Regions from separate parts of the Mus musculus genome. Here regions 1 and 2 are each linked to region 3. A link is a contact called in public promoter capture Hi-C data. All regions are on one chromosome and are shown on one strand. The core of a region is the stretch at or near the end of the contact, and the rest is flanking DNA. Distances in the headings are between cores, read along the strand shown. Region 1 overlaps Casz1 (castor zinc finger 1). Region 2 overlaps Pex14 (peroxisomal biogenesis factor 14). Region 3 overlaps Casz1 (castor zinc finger 1).

Region 1 (2,700 bases), core at 170-2,669, 130 kb after region 3:
CTTAGTCGTTATGAGCACTGACTGCGTTTCCAGAACACCTAGGTTCAATTCCCAGCAGTCACATGGTGGCTCACAACCATCCGTAACTCCATTTCCAGGAAATCCAATGCCTTCTTCTGATCTCTGTAGACACTGGGATATATACAATTCATATACATACATTCAGGCAAACAAGCCGGGTGTGGTGGCGCACGCCTTTAATCCCAGCACTCGGGAGGCAGAGGCAGGTGGATTTCTGAGTTTGAGGCCAGCCTGGTCTACAGAGTGAGTTCCAGGACAGCCAGGACTATACAGAGAAACCCTGTCTCGGAAAACCAAAACAAACAAACAAAAAAACAAAAAAACATTCAGGCAAACACTCATATACATAAAATAAAAATAAATAAAATTTCAATAATAAAATAAGGCCACATTGGGCTTGATGCTGATCTACATGCTGTTCGAGATTCCAAATGATACAGTAGCAGAGACCCCAGGAAGAGTTGCATGAGCGTGTGTGTGTGTGTGTGTGTGTGTGTGTGTGTGTGTGTGTGTGTAGTACGTGTATATGCAGGCACACATTCAATAGTGTTTGTGGAGGCCAGAGGTCAATGTTCCACATCTTTCTTTATCTATATATCTGCCCTATTTGTGGGACCAGATCTCTCACTGAACCCAGAGCTATTGCCTAGCTCCAGAGCCCCCAGGATCCTTCCGTCTCTGCCTCCCCGGTGCTGGGGTTACAAGTACGCACTGCCCTGCTCACCTTTTTTTAAAATCTAGGTTTTAGAGATTTGAATCCAGATTCTTGTACTTTCAAACCAAGTGCTTCACCAATGGAGACATCTTCCTGGCTCTCAGGAAAACAAAACGCAGCTGGTAGTGAGGAGCCAGGCTACTGACTGTTAGGCACCATCGGTCAGAGCATCAGCCACCACTGGGTCATCCTCGCTCCCCCAGCTGTCCAGCTGCCTGCTGTCTTTCTATCTGGGCCCCTGTGGGGGGCTCTGTCTTTCTATCAGTTCCCTGCTCCACAAACACAAGACTGAGGTAGTGGGACTGAACAGGGGCAGTCCCATGCGTGGATGCCATGCAGGGAGCCGTATTCAGTTCCAACAAGCCTTCTACATTTTTTTCCTTATTTTTTTCCCTCCCCACTATGAAACAAAGAAAGTTTGTTGTGGAGGTGTAGACCTTTCTTGGGCCTTGTCCGAGTTTCTACCTTGTTTTTCTTTTTCCTTCTCCCTCACCTCCACCCTGCCTTCCCTGCCTCCCCACCTTGAATAAATAAAGCACCCAGTGCTGGCACCAGCTGGTAAGGAAAGAACAAACTATCTCATAATTTTCTAATTTTTTTTTCACACACTGGCCCAGGGTTTTGGGCAAAGGACAAAAGCTATTGTTGAAGAGAGCACAACACGGAGTTCTGAGTCACCGATCCGCCTCGGTTCCCGAGAGCTCATAGGTCTGCTTTGCTGGCAGAGCCGGTGAGCTCAGAGCCCTGCGGGGGCCGTGGGTGCAGGCGCCCTCTTGGGGCGCGGCCCCGCCCCCCACCCTTGCCAGGGCTCCCCGCTGGGCTGGCACTTCAGCTTTGTTGGCTGTTAATCATAGGGGGAATTTAAATAAAATGTTATGAAATAAAAAAACAAATCAGCCTGAGTCCTCTGTGCCCCCCCCCTTTTAATGCTGTCATTTCGGGGACATCTTTCAAGCTTTTTCATAGAGTTTCTCTGGTGGCCGTCAGAACACTGGACATTCAGAGGGAGGGGCATTTTCTCCAATACATATAATAAATATTTTTCTATGTTTCAAAATCATCCTCGAGATAGCTATTTGCATAGGCGAGGCAGGATTTATTCCCTGCGTTATCACGGGAGGACGCTATGACGGCACAGGGGAATATCTTTAAATCAGATCATGTATCCACAAGAGCTAAACCCAGGCTGGGGGCTTTGCCTGAGCGACCCAGATCACCTTGTCTGTGGGTGCCTGGCCTTGGGAAGCGTACCTGGAAGATGGTCCGGAGCCCCACCCAAACCTTGCCAGGCCCCGAACTCTCCTGCCCTTGCACCCAGAGAGACACAGGTCCTGCGGCTGGCCCTCATCCTTCAGCCGACCTTCACCCCCGAAGCTGCACTTCCTCTCTCTATAAAGCACCCTGGCAGCAAAAGGCCCACGACAACACGCGTTCTCCGCTTTTATATCTGAATATCTCAAAGCACTTAGCTAAGACCTTCATTTTCTCATTACCCCAAGGCGAGAAGGTCATTCGGGAAAATGGTACAAATATGCCCATTTGTCAAAAGCAAGAGGGAAGGGAGTTAAAAGGGATATTCTACCAGTGAAGCGAGCAGGCAAAACCAACCCCAGAGAGCACGCAGGGCCCGCTTGCCCGCCCAGTGGCCCGGCTTGCTTCTCTAGCCTCTAGTTCAAGAGTCTTGTGACTGACTGGTAGGATGGCTGAGCATCACACGCAGGTTTACAGAGAGTCAACCACCCAGCTCTGGCCGCAGCTCATTCTGACCTCATCCAGGGTCTCCACTTAGACCATAGATCACGATTATTTAAAATACACATTCTATACATAGACACAGTGACCAAAGGAAAAAATCCTGGATGGAAAGACACCAGGTATGATGGCGTGAAAGAGTATGTCATAATAATTAAGTTCAGGGTCAATGTCCTTCCTTGTACCTCTTTTAACAGTTTCTGTTCAGATGG
Region 2 (2,700 bases), core at 199-2,698, 120 kb before region 3:
GAGCTGTAAGGAAAACTTGTTAGCTCTAAATGCTGAAATGGATGAACTGGGCAAAAGCCTCATTCCACTTCTGGGCGGCTCTAATCTCCAGGCCACTCACTGATTTTGAGATGCCGACCTCTTCCTCCTGTCCTTCCTATCTTAGTCTGAGAGGCTTCAGTTGCTCCCTCTCACGGGTGGGTGGGGAGCTGGCTGTTCTCAGTGTGGAGGTATTCTTTTACAAATAATTATTAGCTGAATGGAAACTCTTAGGGGTACTAATTAGAGCCGGCAGAGACAGCACTCACCTTTGTTTATGCTTAGGCTTCCTGGCTTTTCGGTGGCTCTCCTTTGTGTTCCGGTGGCTCCTGGAAGCAGGACACTGCCCTGCAGATCACTGAACCCTGCTTTTATTTTGGAGGTGGAGGATCCAAGGCTGGAGTGCTTGTATGCCTTTTTTTCTGAGCACACTGATTGAGGGAGGCCTGTTTTTAAGTCCCCACGATGTCATTCTTTTGGAAGGAAGCCTGGTGGCTCCCTTGCTCCTGGAGGTGTAGGCTGAGTTTCTCAGCTGACCCAGCAGTGCTGATGAAGATGGAATCCACACCTCTTACTGGGACAGAGGGAACATTCCAAAATGCTTTTCTTTGCTTAAAATTGATCATTATCTAGCTTGAAAAATTGTTCCTGTATAAACATCTTTTAGTGTGGCCTACAGGGTGGGTGTTCCTGGGGCAAACTTGGAACCCCCGTGGTCCTCTGAAGAGCATTGCCCATGCTGTTCTTAGGATAGCCATGTGCCCCACATTTCCAGAGTAATTTCCATTTAAAATGTTTGAGCCCATTGTCAAACTGCACAGACTGATTGGGCTTGAAAAATATGTCCCCTAGTTAATCCTGGGTGCGTGGTGCAGAGCTGCTGGAAGATAAAGTGGTGCTTGGGAGAAGGACGTGTCTGCCGCCCTTCCCTCTTCCCTCCCAGCTCTCCTTTCTTTTATGGTTTGTAGTTATAACCAAGATTTATGCTTGTTGCTCCACAAATCTTCTCTCTGCCATTACGAGTTTGTCCGAGCAGTCTCGAGATGGGCTGACACTGAGTGATTCTGAGGTAAATCTATCTGGGGGCACCTTTGACAGTTGGAGCAGAGAGGCGCTAACACATGGCCCCCAGTGGAGCGTGTGTGAGGTGAATTGCCTTCTTCTCACCTCAGTTCACACTTCTTCTCAGGGAAGAAGACCCTTGCACTGCCACCTTTGTGACTCGTTGCCTGGAAGCCACCGGGGCTGCAGCTCCTGCTCGCAGTCTCAGGGTAAGCTCAGGTGGCTGATGTCCCTTTCACCAAGGGATCTTTCAGGAGGCCTCTCGCTCCCTGAGGTCAGCCCTGACTCAGCTAGACACACACCGAGAGCATCTCTGGCTTAGGGCCTCTTTTTCTAGCCTTGTGGTAGCCGTGAGCTTAGTTGCCGACAGAATCCAGCTTGCAAGTTACGTGTGTGTATAAATGGTTTCATTTTCTGTCACACTTCACTGGAGATGGCTGTGGAGAGGGGGAATAAACATTCACACAACAGTGCTTCCCTCTTCCGTAGTCTCCTTTTGTTCCAGCTTCTCTGTTTATGTTCTTTTTTTTTTAGATAGGGTCTCACTAGTCCAGGCTGGCCTTGAACTGGCCTTGGACTTGGGATCCTCTTGCCTCAGTTTCCCATCATGCCTGGCTTTTGCATGTACATTAAAAAAATTATTGTTTCACATTTATTTATTTATTTATTTAGGCTTCGCTGGCATACTTGTGGAATTCAAACTCAGGTCTTTCATGCTGGGCTAGTACCTTTTCACTGGCTCTGTGCGGACTTCAGAGAGCTGTTCCAGATCTCTTGTGAAATAGAGTAGGGTACCCCTTAACATGTTTTTCTTTATAAGTGTCAAGAGCTTTTTTGACAGCCTGTAACTCAGTGGCTCTCCACCCATGAGTCATGACCCCTTTGGGGGTCAAATGACCCTTTTACAGGGGTTGCCCAAGACCATCAGAAAACACAGATATCTACAGTATATTTCATAACAGTAGCAAAAACACAGTTATGAAGTAGCACTGAAAATAATTTTATGGGTGGGGGTCACCACAACATGAGAGACTGTATTAAAGGGTGGCAGCGTTAGGAAGGTTGAGAGCTGCTGCTTGCTGTAACTGACCAGTTTGCCTTTCAGGCCTCTAGAACGTCCCCACCTGGCCAGGATTCCCATGAGGCGGCCTGGACAGCCGCTCCCACATTGTTCCCGACGTGCACTGTGCATCAGTTGGCCAGATCCTACCCCGCTGCCAAGTGTGCTTGTTATTGAGCAGTGCTGTGTCATTGAGTATGATATAAACAGGTGAGGCAAATGTGGGAGGAGGAGTCTGCAAGAGTGATCTGTTCTGTGAAGATCAGTGTAAAAAGAATCTTCTTTTTTTAAAATATATTTTTATTTATTTATTATTATACATAAGTACTCTGTAGCTGTCTTCAGATACACCAGAAGAGGGCGTCAGATCTCATTACGGGTGGTTGCTGGGATTTGAACTCAGGACCCGCGGAAGAACAGTTGGTGCTCTTAGCTGCTGAGCCATCTCACCAGCCCCAAAAAGAAACTTCTAACAAGAACTGAGTGCCATGTGTAGTGATCGTGAACTGAGAAGGCTGCTCTCACTCTGCATGAGACACACATGAGTGAGCGAGGGACCC
Region 3 (2,700 bases), core at 124-2,623:
AGGAGGAGGAAGAGGAGGAGGAGGAGGAACCGGGCAGCCTGGAGAGGATGAAGAGAAGCAGAGAAAAAAAGAACAAACAAACAAACAAACAAAAACAAAAACCCAAATGAGAAACCCAATGGCAAGTGCAGTATGGAAATATGTGGACAGATGAGCAGAGAGGTTCAGCAAGGAAGAAGGGGGGGAAGGAGAGAGGCTGCTTGGTGCAGTGTGGGCAGAGGTCATGGTGGGAGGGCCTTTCAGAGGACACGGCAGGGAGGCAGGAACCTCTGAGGGGGGGGTCCCCGCTCTGGGTTCTGGATGGAGGCTGGGACTGAGGCCATGAGGAGGCTGGTACAGGGGCTCTGGTGCTTTCTCTGGGGCTAATGGGACAAGCCCTGGTCCCTCTCTGGGGAAACTGAAGTGATCTGGGGGAGGGAGAGCAGCAGAGATGTGGGCAGAATGGCCAGAGGAGAGGCCTCAATGCCCAACGTTGTACAAGCTTGTCTGCTGCATTCCACCTTGGCCTCCTTGGAGGCCGCTTGACTCTCAACCTGTGTCCCAAGCACGACTCGGCTGGGCCTGGGCCACTCACCTGCAGCTGTGCTCTCATTGCCCACAGGGGTGCTGGAACAGCTACGGTCCATGGTGGAAGACTCTGAGGACGCCGCTCCAGGGCTACAGCCTGTATAGTCCATGCCCTCGTCTGTCTCGGCATCCATTAGGCTCGGGGGACCCTGGAAGAAAGGAGAGGGGCCCTAAGGTAGTAGCCCACGGCTTCCTTGGGCATTATGGGTAACATGGGGCCCTGCACCTAAGAGGAAGGACCGTTGAGCCACGTGGGGGGCTCTCACCTGGGATGGGGGCACTCGGTCAAAGTTCTTCCCCAGCATCCTCCGCATGTGCTTCCGGGCATGCGAGGTCATCTGGTGCTTGAGGAGAAAGGAGAACTGACAACCTTCCCGGATGCAGTGGAAGTGGCTGTTCACCTGGTTGTACTTGCAGCCTGTGGGTGTGAACACAGCAGCCATGAGCTTCCCCAGATAGTGTGCTGGGCACAGAGGTGACGTGCCACATAGGCAGGTGGCATCCGGGGGAATACCTCTAACTAGCTCATTCCAGGAAGCCAAGTCTGCCTGGCTGGCTAATCCCTGGCCTCCCCTTTGGCTTGTTCTATACACTCCTCCCTGAGAAGTCACAGATCCGTGGCCAAGGGACCTTCAAGAAAGGACCTCTCTCAGCCAGCCACCTTGTTCAGATTGCTGGTCAGCCGGCCTCCAGCCTGCCTCCGCCCTCCTAGGCTGAGAACAAACAGAGCAGGCAGGACCTAAACAGGCAACAGCTCAGGGCAGGCAGGGCAGGCGAGGGCCTGCCCGTTGCCATGGTACCGGGCTGGCCAGGTGTCTTATGTCACCTCCCAGCTTTGTTTGGCCCCAGCTACTACCAAAGCCACCAAACTGTTGAGTAAAGAACAAGTCCCCTGACAGCTGAAAGCCAAGCCCAGCACAGCAGAGGCCACCAGGTGTGGGCACCTGCTGCTGTGGTTACCGGCCCTCCTCGAGCCAGGGATCCTCTCTTAAACTAACACTTAAAGGAAAGGGTTGTTTTCTTTCTCTTCTGGCAGTTCTGGACTGTCTCAGCCGTCTACGGAGGGCCCAGACTGGAGGTGACAGCAACCTCCAGGAACTCCAAAGGCCCCTACCACCGTGAGCACATGACCAGGAGAGGCCTGCCCGGTAGACACCACATCTATCCACCCGCCCTTCCCTATCTTCCAGCTTCCGGTCCATTCCTAGGAAAATTCTGCCCCACATCTGCAGGTCTATAGAAGCTTGCCCTGCGCCTAAATTTGCCTCTGCCTGTGGGCCTGAGGCTCTTCTCTATAGGGCCAGAGCAGGAAGGTATCCGAGAGGCATCGAAAGACACCCGCTGCCAAGCTCAGAAGCACCCGGAGCCTCCGTCTCTGGCACCTCACGTACCTCAGTTTTTGTAAGCATGTGCTAAAGGCTTTACAAAGTAAATAAATAACTGAAATGGCAAACAGCTCGTTGTGGACAAAACCCTCAAAACTAAAGGGCTCACAGGACGTCCGAGTCTTATCTGTCCACTCGGGGAAGCAAGAGAAGCAGAGCCGAGGATGCAGGGTATGGCCCCAGGGTGTTGCCTTGGGGTGGGGATGATTCTTGGGGCCGCCCTCGCTGTCCCTCTGGGACGTATGGGCTCTGATGTTTTACAACTTGTCAGACAACACTTGGCAGATGACGTCTGTGATATCGTTCACGGGTCATGGGGCTGGGATGGTGGCAGCAGTACCTGGAAAGGTGGCCCGGGCCTACTGGAAGTCCCTGCCCACCCTTGGCCTCAGTACCTAGTCTTCCGCACTCCTCGCGCTTGGTGAAGTATTTGAACCCGTTGGCTGCCCGTCGTTCAGCCTTCTCATGCTTCTTTATATGCCATGGAAGTTTGGTGGTGATGTTGGTGACAAAGTAGCAGCCCGTCCGGAGGCAGTGGTAGTGTCCACGCATCCGGAACTCACAGTGCTGCGGAGGGAGGCAAGGCATACGTATGTGCGTCAGGCCAGGCAGGAACATCTGTGAGCTCCTGCTTGTCTCTGGGCCATGGAAGTTTCTCTGCACTTGTGTTCTTCCATGCTCCCAGTTAGAAAACACAATTGCGTGAAGCAGTAGGACTGCTTTGTCGCATCATTAAAACATTTTGTAC

The links. Capture Hi-C pulls out chosen DNA fragments and counts their contacts.
Region 1: a contact with region 3 is called in a promoter capture Hi-C map of pancreatic islet. The contact joins two enhancer-like sites. A contact is called at or near these places in 2 of 39 promoter capture datasets (cranial neural crest and embryonic stem cells), 2 of 484 Hi-C or Micro-C datasets (the N1E-115 cell line and nephron progenitors), 2 of 115 datasets of contacts at active chromatin or transcription factors (embryonic hindbrain and neural tube) and 3 of 9 other capture datasets (adipose tissue, liver and pancreatic islet).
Region 2: a promoter capture Hi-C map of pancreatic islet shows a contact between it and region 3. The contact joins two enhancer-like sites. A contact is called at or near these places in 14 of 39 promoter capture datasets (the 3T3-L1 cell line, 3T3-L1-derived adipocytes, the C10 cell line and 8 more), 15 of 484 Hi-C or Micro-C datasets (CD8 T cells, the G1E-ER4 cell line, the HPC-7 cell line and 9 more), 10 of 115 datasets of contacts at active chromatin or transcription factors (the HPC-7 cell line, T-cell acute lymphoblastic leukemia, bone marrow-derived macrophages and 5 more) and 4 of 9 other capture datasets (adipose tissue, embryonic stem cells, liver and 1 more).

What each region holds. Positions count from the first base shown.
Region 1 is chr4:148,819,095-148,821,794 of GRCm38.p6, reverse strand. All of the region lies in intron 1 of Casz1 (castor zinc finger 1), which reads right to left. Among named protein-coding and RNA genes, the nearest start is that of Casz1, 16 kb to the right of the region's middle. Within about 2 kb of position 1,419, at least 32 of the 459 cell types and tissues checked have an H3K27ac peak or open chromatin away from gene starts, as enhancers often do. A contact at or near this core is called in pancreatic islet, where this site is marked.
Region 2 is chr4:149,067,984-149,070,683 of GRCm38.p6, reverse strand. The region is part of intron 2 of Pex14 (peroxisomal biogenesis factor 14); the gene reads left to right. Among named protein-coding and RNA genes, the nearest start is that of Gm46722, 29 kb to the left of the region's middle. Within about 2 kb of position 1,448, at least 10 of the 459 cell types and tissues checked have an H3K27ac peak or open chromatin away from gene starts, as enhancers often do. A contact at or near this core is called in pancreatic islet, where this site is marked.
Region 3 is chr4:148,946,809-148,949,508 of GRCm38.p6, reverse strand. Casz1 (castor zinc finger 1) reads right to left here. Exons shown (of 21, transcript NM_001159344.1): 18 at 2,348-2,519; 19 at 834-985; 20 at 575-716. Gm13205 (predicted gene 13205) reads left to right here. Exons shown (of 3, transcript NR_154553.1): 2 at 602-742; 3 at 1,604-2,020. Among named protein-coding and RNA genes, the nearest start is that of Gm13205, 4.2 kb to the left of the region's middle. Within about 2 kb of position 1,373, at least 33 of the 459 cell types and tissues checked have an H3K27ac peak or open chromatin away from gene starts, as enhancers often do. A contact at or near this core is called in pancreatic islet, where this site is marked.